3 separate regions of the Mus musculus genome follow, and all the other regions are linked to region 2. The links are chromatin contacts, called in public HiChIP or PLAC-seq maps. All regions are on one chromosome and are shown on one strand. Each heading gives the region's core, a stretch centred on a gene start, on an enhancer-like site or on the middle of the called end of the contact. The rest is flanking DNA. Distances are from core to core; before and after follow the strand shown. Region 1 overlaps Gramd4 (GRAM domain containing 4). Region 2 overlaps Celsr1 (cadherin, EGF LAG seven-pass G-type receptor 1). Region 3 holds the start of Gramd4 (GRAM domain containing 4).

What was found. HiChIP or PLAC-seq counts read pairs in DNA pulled down with a chosen protein or histone mark.
Region 1: a FOXA1 HiChIP or PLAC-seq map of pancreatic cancer cells shows a contact between it and region 2. The contact joins two enhancer-like sites. A contact is called at or near these places in 5 of 39 promoter capture datasets (the C10 cell line, the HPC-7 cell line, cranial neural crest and 2 more), 13 of 115 datasets of contacts at active chromatin or transcription factors (bone marrow-derived dendritic cells, embryonic basal ganglia, embryonic forebrain and 9 more) and 4 of 9 other capture datasets (adipose tissue, embryonic stem cells, liver and 1 more).
Region 3: an H3K27ac HiChIP or PLAC-seq map of T-cell acute lymphoblastic leukemia shows a contact between it and region 2, with 3 times the contacts expected there. The contact joins the promoter of Gramd4 here to the enhancer-like site in region 2. A contact is called at or near these places in 19 of 39 promoter capture datasets (the 3T3-L1 cell line, the C10 cell line, the HPC-7 cell line and 12 more), 3 of 15 datasets of contacts at CTCF or cohesin (CD8 T cells, the NIH/3T3 cell line and embryonic stem cells), 76 of 484 Hi-C or Micro-C datasets (2-cell embryo, the 3T3-L1 cell line, 3T3-L1-derived adipocytes and 49 more), 40 of 115 datasets of contacts at active chromatin or transcription factors (the 230-238 cell line, CD4 T cells, CD8 T cells and 29 more) and 6 of 9 other capture datasets (adipose tissue, embryonic tail, embryonic trunk and 3 more).

Annotation. Positions count from the first base shown.
Region 1 is chr15:86,078,827-86,081,526 of GRCm38.p6, forward strand. All of the region lies in intron 1 of Gramd4 (GRAM domain containing 4), which reads left to right. Among named protein-coding and RNA genes, the nearest start is that of Gm15722, 11 kb to the right of the region's middle. Within about 2 kb of position 1,260, at least 67 of the 459 cell types and tissues checked have an H3K27ac peak or open chromatin away from gene starts, as enhancers often do. A contact at or near this core is called in pancreatic cancer cells and trophoblast stem cells, where this site is marked.
Region 2 is chr15:85,907,935-85,910,634 of GRCm38.p6, forward strand. The region is part of intron 24 of Celsr1 (cadherin, EGF LAG seven-pass G-type receptor 1); the gene reads right to left. Among named protein-coding and RNA genes, the nearest start is that of Trmu, 30 kb to the left of the region's middle. Within about 2 kb of position 1,402, at least 53 of the 459 cell types and tissues checked have an H3K27ac peak or open chromatin away from gene starts, as enhancers often do. A contact at or near this core is called in the BV-2 cell line, the Ba/F3 cell line, the C2C12 cell line and 13 more, where this site is marked.
Region 3 is chr15:86,057,335-86,060,034 of GRCm38.p6, forward strand. It overlaps Gramd4 (GRAM domain containing 4), which reads left to right and starts at 1,428. Exons shown (of 19, transcript NM_001379572.1): 1 at 1,428-1,627. The coding sequence starts at 1,599. It overlaps Gm41375 (a long non-coding RNA gene), which reads right to left and starts at 1,282. Exons shown (of 3, transcript XR_875536.2): 1 at 1,058-1,282.

The DNA.
Region 1 (2,700 bases), core at 10-2,509, 170 kb after region 2:
CTCCTCTGACCTTCTCTTTAAAGTGAGACTCTCTTGACCCGGCTCCTCTTCCAGATTATGCCTAGATATAGCTCCCTGTAGGACCTGCTTCGGTCCTCCAAGACCTAGTGGCAGGTCAGAGGTCACGGGCAGGCTGTCCACTGGTTGCCTGGTGTCTATCCGGGAGGCCTCCGAGTCTGCCTTCCGCCCCTACCGCCTCCCACTACCGCCTCCCACTCCTTCCTGCTTCGTCCCCACCTCCATCTTGGTTCCCTCACAGCCTTCGGGGGCTGAAGACATTCCAGGCTGTGTTTATGTGGGTTGTGTCGATGGCTGCCTCTCGTACCAGAAGTTAAAGCAAAAAGACTTTAAAGATATTTATTAACTTACTGAATAATGTCCATGACAACCCCACTCCACGTCAGCCAGCACCCACAGCACATGCTCACTTAGAAAAATTACGAGAAGGAGGACGGAGAAGAGGGGCACCTGCATCGCTGTAGCTCTCCACAGGGTCCGCTGTGACGGGACAGCCCAAGGATGGCCAGGTGTGCTTCCGTAGGTGCTTTGAGCAGAGGTTTGTGGACACCTCAGCCCCGACTGCTGATTCCATTCTCTTGTACGTGGATTCAGAGGTCAGCTCGCTGGGTCACTGGGTCTTTTCAATCTTAGAGGGACTGTCTTCCTGCTGTTCTCCATGATCCCCTGTGGTTGTGTCTGTGCACATGCACATGCACACACACACACACACACACACACACACACGAATGCACACACACTGCCACCACCACCAGCAGCACAACTGCCTGGAAACAGGCCCCTCAGTTCCTCCACTCACCCTGCCTCATTCCCGGGCTCACATCCTGGCAGGGGCCCCAGAAGAGGACTAGAGCAGCAAGACCAGATTCCATCTTCTACCATGTGATGGCCGTATCTTTCCTCCCTGATTCCTGTTTCTTCATCTCTTAAGAAAGGAAGGCCTCTGTAGTCAGCGTAGAAAGTTCCAGGGTTTTTTTCTTAGTGTGTGTCACGCCTAGAGACAGAGATGAGGAGCCTGGAACCCAGCTGCTGTCCATGGGCTTCACTGAGGTGTGGCCTGGGAAGTGCCAAGCAGGTCGCTTATCCTCAGGGGAGCATGGCTGGCATCGTTGAAGGCTGGAGGGGCTAATTACCTGTGGCCAGTTCCTGCTACCTCTGCTGCCCCATGCAATTGGGCAGAGCCTCCCAGATGAACCCAGAGCTGCCTGCTGGTTTCCATCTCCACGACCTGTGCTCATTTCCTGAGTCTTGACCACCGCCTTGTCACCTCTCTGAGTCACAGGTCACTTGGCACCCCATACTGTGCTTGAAATGAGATGATTCTTAATAAGATTTCCCTGCCATTTCCTCTCTGTTTTTTTCTGTTGAGAGGACACTGGCCACACTGCCTTCCCTGCATATCCACCAGCTGACTTTTTTTTTTAACCTCAGTGGAGTTGTCGTCCTGGGCTGTCACTGTCTGTCCCTCAGGCTAGGGACACTCTTCTCCCTCCTGAGTCTAGCATTCACAGCTCCAGCAATATCACCCTCTACTTGTCTGGACCTCAGCCCCAAAATCAAGTGTACCTAAAACTCATGTCTACAATCCTGGCACTCTGGAGGCTGCTGCAGGAGAATGGCTGCTAGTTTGGAGCTAACCTGGGTACATAGTGAATTACAAGCCAGCCTTGGCTCCAGCATGAGATCTTGTCTCAAACAAGGATGATTAAAAAAAAAAAAAAAAAAAAAGCAGCATGCCTGGCACATAGTAGGTGCACCCAGAACACCTAGTAGGATCTTTAATGTCCCCAAGCAGTGGCACACTCACACACTTTATCTTTACTGACTGGCTGGAGCCTCCCTTGAAGTCCTCTCAGACTGTAGCACTCCCAGGAACACTTGTCTTCCTACCACTTTGCCTGTGGGCTACCCTGAAGACTGTGCCTTAAGACAGCTCTGATTGCAGCATGCGGCTTTCAGATTACCTGTGTTGTAGGCTTCAGTTGTACCCAGAGGGCTTTGCAACTTGCTTTAAAATTTTTCTCCTGTCCATGGGACTTGAGAGTTTTTTGGTTTGGTTTAGTTTAGTTTTTGTTATTATTGTTTTGAGACAGGGTTTCTTTGTGTAAACCCCGACTGTCCCGCAACTCACTCTGTAGCAGAGGCTGGCCTCGAACTCAGAGATTCACATCCCTCTGCCTCCTGAGCGCTAGGATTAAAGGCGTGAGCCACCGCCCACCTGGCTGAGACTGAGTTTTAAAGCAGTGGCTACAAGTGAGGGGTGCCCAGGGGTTGAGGGCTGCCAGGCTGGCAGGAACCATCTCCCTGGTGAGTACTGGTTTAGATATAAAATATTTGATAGCAGTGCTGTGCTGGCAATGCCGGTCGGAACATATTCAGGGCTTGCCCGATCAGCGTGAGAGTCTCAGGCATGGCCTCTGATATCAGCTGAGCCAAGCTAAGAAAACTGGAAGTGACTGGAAGGAAGGAACCTGGTTTGGTAGCTCATGGGCTCTTCAGCTGGGAAGCTGTTTAAAGCCAGAGTCAGGGTTAATTAGGGACTCCCACCTGGCTTGTCCCTCACCCTCACCCAGTGCTAGCTTTTGTGTTTGGTTGTATATGAAGAGACACGGACAAACGTCTATCCATCCCCGATAGTGCCCGGATAGTAAACCAGAGAAATGATTGCACACAGGTCTAGCG
Region 2 (2,700 bases), core at 152-2,651:
CAAATCAGGCTGTTCTGCAATGGCAGGGTCTCTAGTGTCCCCAAAGGGCAGCAAAGCTCCTCTCTTCTGTCTAATTCAGCAGAAATGGCTGAGCATGACCTGGGGTCACTACCAAGAGTGCGGGTAATTCAGGAACAGGGGATGGGCAAAGCACTAGTTTTTTTTTGTTGTTGTTGTTTTTGTTTTTGTTTTGTTTTTTTTTTTTTGAGAATATTTTTGTGAGCTTGTTCTAATTTTTAAATATTTGATTTTTAATATTTATTATTATATCTAAGTACAGTGTAGCTGTCTTCAGACACGCCAGAAGGGGGCATCAGATCTCATTACGGATGGTTGTGAGCCACCATTTGGTTGCTGGGATTTGATCGCAAGACTTTCGCAAGAACAGTCAGTGCTCTTACCCGCTGAGCCATCTCCAGCCCCAGTTTGTTTTTGTTTGTTTGTTTTTAATGTATGTGTGTTCTGCTGCATGTATACCTGCAGGCCAGGAAGAGGGCATCAGATCCTCTTATAGAGGGTCATGAGCCACCATGTGGTTGCTGGGAATTGAACTCAGGACCTCTGGAAGAACACAGCCAATACTCTTAACTGTTGAGCCATCTCACCAGGCCCTACTTCAAGTTTTTATTTTAAAAACACTATGGAGTGGCATTTGCTCAGGCCAAAAGCTCCCGGGCTGAGACCTCAGCCTATGTTCCCAGAAATGCTAGCCAGTAGGTGCAGCCGGGGTTCTAGGGAGCACTTCTTCCAGGGGCCTCTCTGTCCAGTAGGAACAATGTCTTGATGTTTTCTGCGGGTCCAAGACCACAGAAGGAGGAGACTCTTCTACCCATCTGCCCTTAGCCAGACAGTGCTATGTGTCAGGCCAAAGGCCATGTGCTACAAATGAGAATGCGGCACGTGGGCTGAAGGACAGCACGCATCTCCTTGAGGAATGAGTCAGCAAGGAAGCCAGCTCTGCCTGCTGGTGTACAGAAGACCCAGCAGTGTCAGGAACAAGGTCATGGGAAAAAGGACAAGGGACAAGGGACACTGAGCTCCCAGAGTTTAGCCTAGGGAGGCATTCATATAAACCCAGCCTGAGATGTTCCACAATGAGACTTGAAGATGTAGCCCAAGGGCAGCTGCTCATGGGCCTTTTGGGAGTCAAGGCCTAGACAGAGCTTCCAGGCTAGCCCGCTGGAAGATAACGGTAGGTTTCCCAGCAGGAAGTTAAGCCAGGCAGGGTAGAAAATGAGAGGGGACAGAGAGGAAGGGGAAAACCTGGCCCTGTTCACACTGGCCACCTGGAAAAACCCAGGCCACACCCACAGCTTACCCACACCATTAACCACAGCTGCAACTGACCCCACCCACAACTAGGCAAAAGTCACCCTGGCCACAAGCACAATCTAACCCCACAGCTGGCCACATCCTCACCAAAGTCCACCCTTGACTGGCACACCCATGCATGGGGCCCACACTGGCAGCTGTAGTCCAATGTTCTGCCCTTGACCATAACCCTGTATCTTCCCAGAGGAAAGCACCGCCCCCCCCCCCACCTCACTCCCACAGATTCACAGACATAGGAGGAGAGCCATAAACTCAACCTCATCCTAGATGTGACTATGTTCAAATACCAGGTCACCGCACTCTGAGGAAAGGCAACAGAGCACAGGCTGGAGGGTACCCTGACAGAACCACCTGATGCCAGGTCAGCCTCCAAGGGTCACATGCTCTCCAGAGATAACACCCGGACAGTGCAAGGGACCTATGTGAGCACGCACACTTGTCACCTACACTGCAAAGCTGAAGACAGAAACAGGGCTACAGCTGGGGCATGCTCTCTGCTGGCATCTCAGAATGCCAGCTGTGAGGGGGCAAGCCTGAGCTGGATCCCCCCCCCCATCCCCATACGCCATTTCCGCAGTGGAAAGTGGGGCTGGCTCAGCTGGAGGAGGAGGAGGAGGAGGGTGGGAAGGCTGGCTGGCTGTTGCTTTAAATGATGAACAAATAAACCTCAAACAAAACAAAAAACCGCCATTTGAAAAAGGGCAGGAAATCAACCATAGGATCTGGCGGGGTTGTGTGGACACGCTTCTACACTAAACATACTCGCTTTTCCAGAACAGAACAAACACACACTAAATCATTTCAGCCTGTCAGGCTTCTGGGAGATAAACGGCCTCACCTGGAGATACGAATGGGAGTTTAGATAAAACTCAGAAAACCTGGGCACCGTGCCAAGCCCCTGCCACCACACACTGTCCTCCTGGGGTGCATTTGCCTGCTCTGTGCCCCCCTGGTGCCTGGAAAGCTCTCATGCCAGCAGGGGCCGAGTCAGAAGTGAGCCTTGGCCTCTCAGTGAGCTGCATGCCGTGCTTAGCAGCAGGGAGTGGCTCGAAGCTGTTGACTACTTTTCTCTATCCAGACCTTGAGAAGGCACACCTACAGGACCCCAAAATGAGTCTCAGCTTGCTGAGCCTTCGAACGGGCCTCCCATGTCCACGCCTGGGAGATGAATCCCATATCCATGCCCGCTCTGGGAGGAATAATATCTGGCCTTGGAGGGTGGCAAGGAGGTTTGGTCCTGGTTCATCGGATCCAACCCTGTGCTACTGTGACCCTACAGGAAAGCCACCAGGTTCATCAAGAGGACTGGGTCTAGGATGGCCCAGGAAGCCATGCCTAGGAGGTAGCAGGGTCTGCTCTTTTTTCCTG
Region 3 (2,700 bases), core at 178-2,677, 150 kb after region 2:
TTTGTGGAGCTGAAACTTTGGAGTTAGCTTGGAAGGTTGGGTAGGGCCAGAGTGGAGAGGCTCCCCCCTCCTCCGCGCCCCAGGGAGGATATGGTCTAGGCAATCCTGGAGGCAGGAAAGTAGCACTTGTGCTTGCAGGGGGCGGTGGGGGTGGGGCGACGACCAGAGTCCGGTTTTGCTGTAGGACAGAGAGGAAGCAGGGAAAGCCAGGGGTAGGAGGAACCAGCGAGATTGGTGTGGCATTGGGCTGGGATGCCGCACAAAGGTGACTCAGAGGAGGTTCCTGCCCAAAGTAGCTCTCATCTTGCCAAGACCAAGCCCTGCAGGCAGCTTAGCCTGGCATCTCACACTGCCAGCCAAGAGCCATTGGACAGACCTCATGTTGTGCTACACATGGGCATTGCTTCTCACTCTGCATTCAGAGAGAGAGAGAGCTCACCTACAGGAGCCTCTCTGGATGCCAGCCCCAGACCCTGGGACAAAGGCCTGTCTGGAAGGTAGGCAATGCTGGAGGACAAAAGGGGGCCTGAATCCTGCCCCCACCCACCCCACCCCCCAGAAAGCTTCAGAGTCCTTCAGCATTCCTCAAATCTCCTGGGGTGCTTGAGACATAATAAGGTGGGGGACAGTTCTGGATTGAGAGGGTTGGAGGTGAGGTCGTCAAAGCCCCGCAGTGCAAGCGGGTCATGTGGTCACAGGTCTAATGTGCTGTCTCCACTTGCTGATGCTGAGTTTGCTACAGTCACCCTCGTACCCTACAGTGGACCTCCTAGGTCAGACCCCATACGGTGCTGCAGGTCAGTCCTCCAACCAGGCTAGGGCCTGGGGTTCTGGAGGGTGTGGTCTTTTACCAGGTTCATTAGTTATCTTTCTGGGTCCTTGTCAACCCTGGTTTTTGAAAGGCGAGTCAAAACGGGGGAAGTGACTCCTGGAGGATCTCTTTTCCTTTAAGATAGTACTAGAGCTAAAGTAGGCTTCCTATCGCTACGGTGACATTTAAAGGTATGTGGCATTCCTGGTTAGGTACTGAGTGGGAGAGAAGGGAGGAGTTGCTCACTGCCCTCCAGGTGGAGGTTCCATGTCCTTTTCCCAGTGTGGAGCTGTGCTCTGAGTCCAGCCTGGCGGTGCCAGGACAAGTATTTCTACACCAAGCGCGGGTCTCCATTTGGCAGTAACCGTCAAGCCAGTTCGCCGGGAGAGAGGTGACAGTGGAGTGTATCCTTGTGCTCGGTTGTGCCCGTGGCTGCGACTGGCAGGCGGCCACGCGTGCGCGTGGGCACGCGCGGCGAGGACCCACGTGGGTCACCCAAACAAAGGCGGCGCCGCGTGATCGGGCGCGCGCGCGCGCACACACCGGGCAGGGAGGGCGGGGAGGCGAGGGGGCGGAGCGGGGCGGCGGCTTGCGCAGGCCCGGTCGGGGGGCGCGCAGACTCCGCGCAGCAGGACGTGAGCGCGCGACGCGGCGCCGCCTCCGCGCTCGTGGCCGGCACCCGCGGGGCCGCGTAGTCCCCGCTCCCCGGCGCCGCTGGGCTCCCGGGAGGGCGGCAGGTGCAGCGCGGCCGGGTGGCCGGCCAGGGGGGCGCCGCGGCGGCGGGTGGATGAGAGTTGGCCCCGATCATCCCGCAGGGTAAGCGGCGCGCACGCGGACTCCCACACGGACCTGGGCGACGCTGGCCACGCTCTGTCCTAGCTGCCGGGCCGCGACCCCGTGTGCCCACACTCTCACTCGGTGGCCCACAGCAGCGACCCTCCCTTCGGGGAGCAGCGCGGGCGCGCCCCCGCACACACGCTCCCGGGGCGCGCGTCACGGCCGCCCCTCGCGCGTACCACGGGCGCTGTGCGGGTCAGGGTCCTGGTGGGCGAGAGGCAGACGTCGATGGGACGCAGGGCCCAAACTATGATGTGGGGGAGTCATTAGATGGGTCACCATGCCTAGGCCGCTAGCGGGGGGGTCAGGATGAGGGCACAGCAAATGTCGTCCTACTGACCCACTCTCTTGGTGGTGGGGGAGGACTGAAAAGGAGGAGGGCTGTCCAGGCCGGTGTGGCCCAACAGATGACCCGGGGAAAAGTTGTGGACGCTTGCTCCCTTTCCACACCCTGCTCTCTGTTATATCTTTTCCTTTCATTTGGAATTAGCCTATGGGATTCTGGGGACAGTTGGCACCTGGGCTGGAGCTTAGGCCTATGTGTTTATACAACCGTTAAGGTGGGGTGCTGTGTGGCAGTCCCTAACCTAAGACTTCATCTGTCCAGAGCGGGACCAGCACCTCTGAAGGGTGGAGAGGGACTGACTAGTCTGGATGTTGGTTCCCCTGTGGCCTTCCTACCCGTGGCCAGGGTAAGAAGCAGGCTTCTAGGGCCAGAGGCAGAACCTTGTACTCTTTGGAACTTCCCATTTTCAGAGATAAGAGAGATTCAGTTTGGGGGGACCTTGTTCAGAGTGGGTTCCCTTCCTGCCTTGCCTTGTGTAGATTAGGGACAAAATTAAAGGTGCTGAGTCTTAACGCACTCCCCCCCCCAATCCTCAATTTCGCTGAACCCCAGCCAGGTAGGAGCTTGCTTTAGGGCCAGGTTCAGAAGGAGGGGTCATGGTCCAGGCTCTGTAGGGTTTGAAATAAAGGACAGTTGGAAGTTAGTTTATCTCGGATACCTGTTCTGTGAGATCGGGCAAGGCACTGTCACAAAACCAGCCCTGCCT